Regions from separate parts of the Anas platyrhynchos genome. Here region 1 is linked to region 2. A link is a contact called in public Hi-C data. All regions are on one chromosome and are shown on one strand. Each heading gives the region's core, a stretch centred on a gene start, on an enhancer-like site or on the middle of the called end of the contact. The rest is flanking DNA. Distances are from core to core; before and after follow the strand shown.

The links. Hi-C and Micro-C count contacts between places; a contact is called where the count stands out from the background.
Region 1: a Hi-C map of subcutaneous adipose tissue shows a contact between it and region 2, with 2.0 times the contacts expected there. The contact joins the enhancer-like site here to the promoter of PLEK in region 2. A contact is called at or near these places in 4 of 8 Hi-C or Micro-C datasets (F1 follicle, skeletal muscle and subcutaneous adipose tissue).

What each region holds. Positions count from the first base shown.
Region 1 is chr3:11,644,154-11,650,248 of IASCAAS_PekinDuck_T2T, reverse strand. The region is part of intron 3 of PPP3R1 (protein phosphatase 3 regulatory subunit B, alpha); the gene reads right to left. Among named protein-coding and RNA genes, the nearest start is that of PNO1, 16 kb to the left of the region's middle. Within about 2 kb of position 3,383, at least 6 of the 8 cell types and tissues checked have an H3K27ac peak or open chromatin away from gene starts, as enhancers often do. A contact at or near this core is called in F1 follicle and subcutaneous adipose tissue, where this site is marked.
Region 2 is chr3:11,603,388-11,609,707 of IASCAAS_PekinDuck_T2T, reverse strand. It overlaps PLEK (pleckstrin), which reads left to right and starts at 1,878. Exons shown (of 11, transcript XM_005025164.6): 1 at 1,878-2,062.

The DNA of each region.
Region 1 (6,095 bases), core at 2,134-4,633, 39 kb before region 2:
AAAGAGACCAAATTTCCTTGCAAGCACCTAGCATTAAGTTTACAGTAAACAACATAGTAAGTTATGAAGACAGTTACATTAGTGAATGTATTAGCACACCAAACACGAGACCTCCTGGCACACGTGCCAAGTGAAACAGGTTAGCAGGCTGGCTGCTGCCCAGCTACCACTCACCTACTCACTCATCACCCTGACAGATCTAAGATAATTTGTGTCTGTCCATCTCAAATAGGAAATAGACATGCATGTAGCCATAATATTCGTACCCCTATTTCCTGTCACAGAAGTTAGAACAGGTTCAGGTTCTGCAGTAGTACTGCTTCACCTCTCTTCACGTTTAAAGCAACCCTTAGTTACAGCATATACCTTGTACCCTACTTCGCATCTGATTTCTAGAGTAGACTAAAGCTATAAGCACATAATCACTCCTTAAAAAAAAAAAAACCACACACACACACACCACCTCTCTCTCCCTGTCAGTGCTGGAAAGCTTGAAATTTTTTTCTCCATAACAACCTAGAAATTTCACATCAGCAGCTTGATTTAACACACTGAAGTTAGTTCACAAATTACTCACCATGTTTGGGTATGAAGGAGGAACTGTGGTTCGTAGGAAGTACTAGAAAGTGGCTAGCATACAACCAACCACAGCAAATATATCTTACAGCACCTGAAGGTTTCCAGCTTGCCATACAAGTTTCTTTCCTAACATTAACAACCTCCTCAAAATTTCTTAGCTGTGTTTAATGCATTTCCTCTGATAGCAAAATAAATTGTTTCTCAACTTCTGTGAGGCACAGGCATACCACCTCATCCATTTCACATCACATTAATACCCTCTTCGGCTTTTGCACAAGCACAACATAAAAACAAATAACACTTTCTGATATTTAAGGACTGCCAACATGCAGAGCTTTATGTTTAGAAATTGTAACAGATTCAGAGACCAAAAGATTCCTCTATCAAAGCAGTCACAAACTTTTAATTAAGTTCCTTGACATCAGTGTTCAACCAATGAAGATATATGCATTATTTAGCAACAATATTTAACTTCACTTTAGAATATTTAAAAAGCAAATTCAAAGTATTATCTATTGTGTACATAATACTGTCCTCTTACCAGATCAGTGAAGTGTCTGTCACTTCCAATCTTAATAAAAAGGGTAACACTGACTAAAATTGAACTATTGCTCCCTAAGCAACCTGAAATACTTTATAGTTCTGTAATTTCACAAAATGACAATGGAGAAAAATTAAAGAAGCAGTAATATACCTGATCTTACCTCCCCTGCCACACAAATCAATGAGCTATGAATTGCAAGTTTTGAACCATTAAGTTACATTTAAGAAAACCACATGTATCCAAAAACAACTACAAAAAAAATACCAAACCAGAACACAAACAAATAGATGTCTGAGCCAGGCCTGAAGACCGGCAGCCACAGCATCACTGCCTCAGAATGCTAAAGCAGCATTCAGTAGAGTCCTGTCTCATGACGACTCCAGTCCATTTCCTCGTTTGGAAGCTGAAGTCCATGGTATTTTTCCTCTTAAGTATATAAGAGGAGACCAAAAATGAAACCCAGAGTTCTGTCGACAGCCTGCCCTAAGTTGCGCTGATCACCTCATCCACAAGTCAGTCCAACACAGCTTTACACTCGCTTATTACACAAAAAATGACACTGAAGTACTGGACCAGTTCTGCCATCACACTCACCTGCTCCAAGAGATAGAGCAGAACTTCCACAATAGGTGTTAAGGCAAACTACAAGGGTATTTTATCTCAAGCTAGTCTCTATGTTTTAACAAGACCTACCAATATGAATTCAAAAGCTACATTTTACTAGGACATTCCAAGACTGATCTACAGCACTGCTTGTTAGGATTGTGTGCTGTAACAGTGCTCTAACATCACCTGCTAGGCGTACAAATCCCTGTTAGCCAGTCATAAATGAGACTTCAACTTACACAATCACAATACTTAAGAGGAGATGAAGTACTTTTTTTTTTTTTTTTTTTGAGGATCACAGTCAAGGATTTCAAGATTAAGGACAGTGAAGACAAGCATCAGAAATGTGAAGGCATTAGAGAGGCACCTAAGGAAACTACTCCAGAATGCTTTGTGTGTTTTGCTGAACAGTGGCAAAGCAGCAACCACTCAAATTATGAAATAACAAGTCTCCAGACAGTTCAATTGTAGTACAGAATGCAGATGCTGAGCAGAGATTCTAGGAGAAAGGGGTAATAGAAATTTTTCACTCCTAACTGTGACACATTCAAACAAGCGTTTGCCTGCAGTGCAGAGCTGAGGAAGTGCTACCCTTGGGAGGGGCAGAGCAGGGCGTGCAGGGACAGGGAGGTCAGAAAGCAGGAGTAACGAAACTGCATCTCTGCCAAAGCTGGCAATGCGTAGGTTTTGTCCAAAGCTTTGTTTCTGGCGGCAGATAAACCATGGATGAGCATACTGGGAGAAAAAATTTCACGGTAATCAGAGCAATTATGGGAACAAGCAAATTTCCTTTAACAGTTCGCATGTATAAAAGCTGTTCATCATGAACATATAGATAAAATCAGCATCTGCAGATCAGTTTCTGAATTTTAATTGACTGAGCATGTCCTACCAGAACAATTTTTTCTTGAAGTACACTGCAAGCATCACCTACATTTTTAGAAGGCCTAACTTAAAGAGCTTATACACTTTAAGTCATATTTCAGTACATGCTTCTCTTTATAAAATGGCTTTCAAAAATTCAAGAAATAATAAAACTGATTTTATTTTAATTTTTAAAGCTTTCTTTGAAATTTGAAGAGGTTTTGCCTATCCTTTTTTCCATCAGTTTAGCCATCACCTGTGACAATTCTCTCTGGCTGAGCTGAACCACGTAGAGATTTTGCCTGGCTAGCTTTTAAGGAAAGAAGGCAAACATTTATAGTAAGAGCAAACTCCAATATTATCCTATACATTTTTTGTTCAGACTTACTCTACAAATACACACCTACAACAGTCCTCACCTATGATGGACATGCCCCCTTCTTACAAGGCTGTTCTTTCCTTAGTACTTAGCAGCAGGCTGACTCTCCTAGAATTTCACATAGCTATCACTAAAGACCAGAGCAGTGAATTAAGTTATCAGAGGCTGAACAAAAATACTTCTTTCCTTCTTCTCTAAGGTCTCCTTACAGGCAACCTAATGCTCACACAAACATCCCAAAGCTCTACAGGAATGCAAGGCATAGGATAATCCTGATGAAGGTATTTGAGCCAGAAGGACTGATGGTGGCAGTAGCAGGCAGAATTTTACAAGACTCAAGCTCAGGAGACCAGGATAGAGATGAAAACACTGGGAAATCCAAGGAGGTCCAAGTCCACTGAAGTGTAAACAGGGTGATAACATCACTGAGCAGAATAAGGAGGATCAAGCTTTGTTTACATCATTTGAGGCAGAGCTTGCCTGTGACTCATCACAGTGGTCTGAGCTTCCTTGAGCTCTGGCTGCAGCGAGCGTTCCTCTAACCTCAAACTCAAGTTGGCCTTTTTTGTGCTCTGCTCAGCCACTGATGTAAGGCTCTGTGCTTCCCATGGCTTTTACACAGAAAAATATCCCATCAGCTTATCGCTCACGCCTGGCCTTACAGAAGATACTAACTAGCCAGGAATTATACCTGGTGATTTTCTTAAGAATGCTTTGCTCATAACCCTCTAAAAATATCAAGTTATTCAGTTTTAAGTTTTTTCATAATCCAATTTATTTCATTCACCTTTTTAATTAAAGAAATATCAGTATTTCCAAAAGATTCCTCTTCCAAGCAAGTACTACAATTCCAGAGGCAACAATACCTGCTTCATATTCTGAACTCATCTGCATACACCTAGAAATGCTACGAATCAGGTTAAAACACAAGAACTACATGCTTCCATGAAACAACATGCTAACAGATCTGTGTAACTCCATTTTAGAGTACACCAGTTTTATCTTCTGGCTGAACACTATCTAATATGCTGCCACAGACTATTGAATATACCACTCCTTTCCTCAACACAGAACAGCAGAGAAGATAATCCATAAAGCATTTTAAAAAATAAGTTTATTTCAAGCTGTTATTCACATCACTGATGCTCAAGTAGTACTATAAAAGGCATTCAAGTGGCAATTCAAAAAAGCCTCATTAAAAGCGTATCTGAAGAGCATCGCACTCTACTTCAAATTATTTCAGAAAATCTGTTTTAGTGTTATTTTTTCCAGTCAAAGTCAAGGTGCACCTGCATGGTTAATTTTCTATTAACATGAGAGCCAAAAGTAAAAGAATACCTTAAAATCCACATCTCTTTAAAATCCACTAGATTCAGTGATATTTTAACAGGGTAACTGCTTGTGTCTTCAAAAGTGCTGTGCATTCATTGTTGCAGATACACGATACGTATGTAGGCATCTGCACAGTGCACTAACCTGAGAAAAGCTGTACATCTCAGCAAAGAGGTCCACTTCTGAAATCTAAATGTTTATCTAAATATTTAAAGATGCACATAAAAGATTGGCTTTTCAGATACTCTTAAAATACTAACTTTAACTCATAACAAGAAAAAATGAAGAGAAAATATGGTGACAGAAAGCCTGTATTACACTTCTTAAAATAACAGTAAAAATACTTTTCTAATGCTTTAACATGCTTGTGAAACATTAGAAAAAAGCTTTATAGAAAGAGAACATTACTAAATTTGAAGTGTTTCCAGATAAAAAAATTACACATTTTCCATAAGAATGGACTGCAGAGATCTCAAAATAAAACAGAGGTGAGAGCTGTTGCTGAAGGTCTAGCCACAGCCTTGTCTGGTGCAGGAATATAATGTTTCAGAGCAGCAACCAAGACAGCCATTTCAGTCTTGGAGATCAAATTTCAAAAAGATGACGCCCTTGAGAACACATTCAACCACTTGTCTTGTATATGCTTACACGCAGCTGGTCTAATCCTTTTCATGACTTCAGATGTGTCAATTACAATTTCTAAGTTAGAAAAGAGGTACCAGTCTCCTTAACCTAAAACCAAAACATAAATACAAAACCGTTTTCTTCAGTTTTTTGCTATATTTTTTTCTTGTGGATAATTTGACAATTTGGTTCAAATCAATTTTTTCCATATGAAACAGCAGTAGATTTTCAGTAATTTCTCAAACAGCATGGCCAAGAAAGTAACTTTTTTTTTTTTTTTTTTTTTTTTAAGAAATCCTGCAATGCCAATTTACCTACAGAAAAATAATAGTATTCTGTTAATGGTATACATACCCTGCATAATATCCTGAATTTCCTTTCCATTACTGCAAAGTTCAAAACAAAATTCTTGTAAAATCTGACACCAAGACAGCAGTGACTGCAGGGCCAGGTAGGGGGGTTATGACCCTGCCACCAGGAAAATAGCATAAATTTGTTACTGCTTTCAGTCACCCAGAAGTTTTCCAGTCAAAAATCCTTATCAAATGATCTTTAAGAACACTGTCCAGTCTGTACCTGTGGCCCTCAATCCCTAGATCTTTCACTTCACTCAGGCACGCAGAATCTTGAAGCACAGTGCAACCATTCCGGAGACCAGTCACAAACAAGAGGGACTTCTACAATAACTCCATCTTCCCCACTGTTTGTAGTCGCGTTGCCCAGACAAGCAGTGACACGCTCTCTACCGTGAGAAGGTCCATCAGAGCAGAAAGTTTTAATCATGCAAAACCTCAGATTTACATGATATCCTCAAAATACTGTTTAACCACAGAATATAACACAGAAATCATCTCCTCTGCAACAGAAGTGGGTAAACAAGCTCAGCAATGAACTTTTAGGTTAATAGTAGCCACAAATAAATACAGCTTGTCCCAGAATTAAAAGTTAATAGCAACTTACTGCTTACAACTCACACAGAGATATGGCTAATAAAAATCTTCAAAGGTCGACTTGTCCCTAAGGAAAATCTGACCAGTAGAGCAGTAGCATAAAAGCAGATACAAGATTCAGAAAAAGACTGATAATGTCTTCACTGCCTAGGAAGTTCTACCCACATACACTTACTTAAGATATAGATTGAGAGCATAACACCACTGTGCAGTGCTT
Region 2 (6,320 bases), core at 629-3,128:
AGCAAGTCAAAATTACTTTGCCTCTTCATGAACAGCTGTACATCTTTGTATTATCTCTTGTGTATCAACAATGTATGCAAGGCAGAGAGGAAAGTCTTTGCCTTGGAGGAATTTACAGCCTAAATACGAAGGCTGAAATGTTACTCAATGCCTTCGTTAAGATCTCATTATTCTTTACTATGAGGTTATAATATGCAGATAGATGCCAGGCTCCTGCTGGGCTTCAGGAAAAGAAGAGTATATGCAAGTTGTCATTGCTGCCCCTCTTACTGAAAGTTTCCCCGATACGATCTATTTGCATGAACTTGCATGTGGCTGCTTCCTAACTCAGTTCTTAAGATATTATCTGTGTTAGCTTACTCTGTGTAGCTGAAGTTTGTCTGAAGTTACTTTGACAGTCATGTTGGGGAGTGAAAGCATATGAAGTTCTTTTGGTGGACTGGGGAGAATGGACAAAAAAATCAGTGAAAGCGAAGAGTGATAATATGTGGCTGGGAGCAGAAGCCTCTTTACTTGCCCACTGTCACCAAAGCCCCACCTCCAACCACAGCTGTGGTTATTAACATCCATTGGGTGGGTAAAGCTGGATTTTATTCTCAGACTTCTGACACCAGTGTTGGATCTGGGTCAGGCTGAGATTCAGAGGGAGTTCAGTGCAAATGGACAGGGAAGAGCTGGCAACAGATGGCATCATAGTGGAAAGAATGAGGCAGCTCATCAGCTGGCAACATTTCTACTGCGTTTTGCCAATCATTTGTTTTTCTTCAGGGAGGAATTCAGGGTTCGGTTAAATTTTGTCATTAGTTTTTATAGTCGCTAGTCCTAGGAAGCCATCTTGTCTGCTCTGAATTTAGTATTCCGTAAGTTTAAAGCAATTTTAGATACCAGAGAATATAACTAATGATCAGATTTTAGGATTGGATTTTCTGAATGAAAAAAAAAAAGTCAGTTATACATAAATGTGGCAAAGCACTTCCCCAAACCCAAGGTAGAGCATTCATCTCTGTGGCAAATAGTTCTGCTGTAATTACTGATTCATAAGCCTTTGAAAAGGAAAGATACTCATGAGTTTAGGAGCTAAGTATTTTAACTAGATCGATTTGTATATCAGCTTACTGCTTTTACAATAATCTGAGAGTTGGGAAACTTTGCTTCTGTTTTGCAAGTAGGGGTGATTAATTTAGTGGTTGCACAGAAGTAAACGGCTCATTCATTTTTGATTCAAATAAGAGTTACGGCTTAAGTTCTGTTAAACAATGAAATAAAGTTTTCTGTAATCATTCCCGTTTTTCATAAGTGAGAAAACACATAAAACCAAGCATTATCTTCCTCTCTGGGGAGTTAGGCAGTTTTCAGAAGAGCTGGGATTCTCTTTCCCCATTTTTTCATGTGCTTTTTGTTAATTCTTGCTGTAGGTTTAAATTATTAATTTACTAATGCCTAATAGTGATCATTAAGCTTTAAAATGTTAATACATTTTCTTTTTACATCTGCTTTGTTTAAAAAAAAAAAAAAGAAAAGAAATATGAATAGCTGCCTGTGAGAAGGACAACTAGTTTCTTGAAGGGAGGATTTATCTAATTATACATAAACATTTATTCCATGCTCATCACCATAGTAACTGAGGCCTCAAGTCAGTGTGCTTTACTGAGCAGGGTTGCAAATACTGTCGTGAGCCAAGGCCTGAACTTCTGTATGAAAGTGCAGTTCCTCAGCTGGTTGAGGCACAGCTAGTTCCTGCTATGCATTCTTGACCTCTTCCTCGTGCCAGTGTTTGTACTCCTGTGGCTGCAAAAGTGGTGGGATCAGGCAGCTAACGGGACTGCAAAATAACCTCTCCAAAAATCAGCGCGTGCCGAACCAGCTTTCTGCTCTGGCTGGCCACACGGTTGCCTGAGCACTTGTGAGGCAGCGGGAAGGGACAAGAGCAAACAATTGTGAGAAGTGTGGGGAGAGACGGTGTCTTTCCCTGACAGCTACGAGTTAAGCTGATTATGAAGCTGCTGCTAGAGCTGCTTGTTTGGGGCCTGATGACGACGTAGCTGAAATCATTGGAAAACAGGTATTGGCTTGGGAGTTCGGTTAGTCGGAGTGAGGAAGTGATCTAACCCCTATTCGTTTTGAAGTGTTTTTGTGACTTCAGCAACACGTTCCTGAGCCAAGCATATCTTCTGCCTATATTGAACCGGTGCCTTGAGAAAGGAAAATGTTAAAGGGATGGAAATTCAACATCTCACATGCTGACTTGTCTTCTGGTAATCTTTGAAAAGTGGCCGCACAATTTTAACAGGATGTTTGCTTCAGGAGGTAGATTCTGTTCTGCTACAATCAACTTCATTTTCTTTTTTATCTTTATATCTGCACCTAAACAATTGTTTTGAGGAAAGCCTCATCTTTTCACTGTAGCTTTCTTGGTAACAGCAACAGAGGTAGTGTCTAGTTATTTCTGTAGCTTATTTGTAAATAAATCTCAGGTGTATTATTTTTTTTTTGCCACTCTGCCTTATAAAACATTGTGGTTGAATATGTTTTAGAACTACACTGTATTGAACAGAACTTTACAGACCAAGCTTTTAAAACATATTTATCCTAGAAACTTGGTGAGGGCTTTTATTTTTTATTTGCTACATTAACCAGGCCTTCATTTGGAGCCTTAGAAATCATGCTGCCATTTTATTTCTCCGCACACTTCAGCTCACTTCACCATCCAAGGTCCTGATCCCGTGGAAAGTTGCACACTCGCTTAACAATGTATGTTTCAAGGGCTACTGCTGATTTATTGCTCTTCGTGCGCTGCTGGCTGATTTGAGGACAGTCAGGTATTAGACTATCTAAGTGACTTGTGCAGTATCTGCAAAAAGATAAATGATTTGCAGGTGTAACACAGCACTACAGTTAATCATGCTAGCAAACCACAGTGTGAAATGTGATCTTGTATAGCCATTTATAGTCTGAGTTTTTAAGAGCTGTAACTCTGCTTTTGGCTTGGTTAACTTCTGTGGCTGTTGTAGATTACATTTGCAATCACGTTGTTGCCAAACTTCCACTCTAACTTAAGGTCATGTTTACTACTGCGCAACTGCATAGTGAAGAGTTGCAGTAAAAGCAAAATAAACTTTAAGACTCTTGACAAAGCAGCTTAGTGTCACTCTATGGGAGCCTGATAGCTAGTGGATGTTGGGCAGAAACTCAACTGACTGTAGACCAAAGCAGAATGTTGTTGGCAGCAGTTAAATTTTACTGCTTCATTATAGCTGATGTGTCCTTGACTGCGGCTCTAATAAAAACATTTTGTGCATGTTTTGAGTACTGTTTAAAAGAGAACACAGATATAAGAAAACAGGAGTCCACAGCTCTCCATATGTGGTGTTAGAACTGTGCAAGGTTTTCATCTCATAGCCAGATTGAGTGATCTGGTAGCCTCCTAGAAGATCTCTGCACTTTAAATTTCTGGCACCACTGATGAAAAGAATGCTGTTGTTGGAACATTTGAGTTCCTGTTACTCTTCCAGGGAATAGATGCAAAGGCTAAATGTCTTTCTCCCAGATGAGGGTTAGGGTATGTTAGCAGTGAGCTGCAGTGGAGCTTACATTATGACTATAATAACTGCTGTGGATTAGACATCCACACCCACACACTCCTTTTTGGTTAAAGTTTTATAGATAAAACTCGAATAGTTACTGGCATTAATTACAGCCAAGATGTATCTAAAAGAGGAAAAAAAAAAAAGGAAACAAACAAAAAAGGCAGAGAAGGAATATCACTGCCACTGACATTTTGAGAAGCCTTTTTTAGCTGACTCTAATGAACGAGGTGTACGCGATGATGGTGTGTATGCCCTTCTAATACACCTGAACGTGTTAGTCAATTTCAGCTGCATTTGATAAACAGTTTTTTGGGAGATAAAATTCTCCAAAATACTAAGTTCTAAACAACTGTGTGAAAACAGGCTGCAGAGCAGAGGAGATGTTTTATTATTATTATTATCCCCAGTTAGGGGAAGAATGATGTAAACCTAGTTTTCATTAGACAGCAAAAAAAATAAAGAGAAGCAAGACCTTAATGTCCCCCTTGTAAGAAAATCTCCAACTGGAGATCTCAACATTGTAATGACGTCAACCAAGTATGGACTATTAGTGTATGGGGAAACCAAACTTCTTTGTTTCCTGTACTGTGGACAGACTTTTTTTTTCCAGTTTTTAGTTCCTGAAAAGTTGAGAGAACTGGTATTTGTGGGGGATTATTGTGCCAGCTTTTTGATGTGTTGCAAATAAACATGTAAAAGCTCACAAAACTATAGTAGATTTGCAGATATAATAGGATTTCTGGCTTGACTCAGTATGGTTTATGTACTGTCAAATCCCAGTGAACCCAACAGAGTCTGAAACCATTTATCACAACTGGACTGAGCCCTTTCTTCCACAGCAAATTACTTTCACTTATCTATTTTTTAGTATTATTTTCCAGTATAGGAAGGTTAGACAAGGTTAAAGCTGTTTTAGTAACTCTGGTCCTCATGTGTATCAGGGAAGGACTAAACTACTAAAAAGGAATCAATTTTGGTTCTTCTGTTTTAATACGTTTCAAATCTCAGGAAAGATTCCCATGTGCTTATTAAATATCTTAAATATCAGCATCTTTGGGGAAATTTTTAATGTTTGTTTCCCTATGCTTATACTTTAATGCAGACACTTTTGCAGGCTCCTGCTCTTATTTAATTGTTGTGTTCAATGTATGGAAAGTAAGAACACTTTTGTCTCCATTGATGCTTCACAGATGCAAATTATTTAGAAATGGCAGCTCATTACAGAGAATGTTGCATATGCTTTCTTTCACCAGGCAGAACAAATACGTTCAATAAAGCTGTTCTGGATCGTAAAAAAATGTAATAGGATCGAATGCCTTCTGTAAAGCTTCATACATGTTATGGTGATGTCCAAGCATCATGTGAGTATTTCGTGTTCTATACATGAGCTCCCAAATTCATGCACTTTGCTGCTCCTGGGTGGCAGGCACTGTAGTTGCCCAAGTTCAAGTTTCACAATCGGACACCAGTCTAAGTCCTGGGAGCTGTGATTTGTGCAGAAACTGGAGCAGGAAAGCCTTGATCACCATTCTGTTTCACCGTGCTTGCTTTCAGCACTTAGAGTGCAAGGCAGGAGTTAAATCATGCCCTCTGGAGACTGCAGTTGGATTCTCCAGTCACGTCCCTTTGCTTTAATTAAAATTGCGGTATGCCTCCTATGCAGGAGTAGCACAAAAAGGAACCATATTGGGATAAAAGATCTGGTTGTCATTATTGTTCAGAGTTTAGTAGATATGTACCTTACAGGGACCGTACTCTGCCATTTGTTTTTGCTAATTTGTAATGAGGGAACGGGTTGAGGGCCATGAGAACCTTAGAGGGCCAAATGGTTATTTTAACCTTTCGTCTTGTTAGAAAGCAATACTTAGAAGGGAAAAAAGTATTTCTCTTCATGCTCTTGATGTTTATCAGTCTAATGCCTATGAACCATGTTAATTTTACAAGAATGATACAGAGATAAGTCTACACTATTATTTAAAGTACAATCCTAATTACAAAATGCTTCTTCGAGAGAAATAGTTCTTTAGACCAAAACAGTTTTTGTAAAAAAAAAAATAATCTGTTATAAGAATGTCCAACTGCTTGATCAAACAAGTTAAGCAATCAATATTTTGGTTAACTTTTTAAAGTATTTCATTTCTGCTAACTATACTTGAAAATGAAAAGGTTTCAGTTGGCATGTGTTTTGCTAAACTTTATTTGAAAAATAGCTCATTTTTTTCAGATATCTTTAATATTGGGAAACAGTTCAAATAACAAGGGACAACTGCTCCCTTTTTGGAACTGGGACTCCTCTGATTCTTACATCTCCTCATGTCCCTTTTTCTTTCAAGTCAACTAAAACAGATGGGTGCTTAGCAACTCTGAAATTCAGGCTATATATCTAAATATCTAGCTTTGGCCAAAACATTTTGGATCACTTTAAGAGTGATTACTAATACTGGAGTTAACCCAAGTAAGTCCTGTTTACTAGGCTCAAGTTGTAATTGCCCACCTTGTACTCTGTCATTTGCCTGTTTATCTTAGAGTAAAATCTACACCAGTGTTTTGTGTTTCTCAGTTGCAGTTTCAAGTTGTAAGAGAATGATTCTTCTCAGGACCTTTAAAAGATCCATCATTTCTCTTTAAAATGTGGAGGGGAAAAAAAACAGGAATCATGAACGGGTGAAAATATGGATGCTGTCTTTGTAAGCTGCAGGTCCTGCTGAGCAATTTGATGTCAGGTTCACTTTA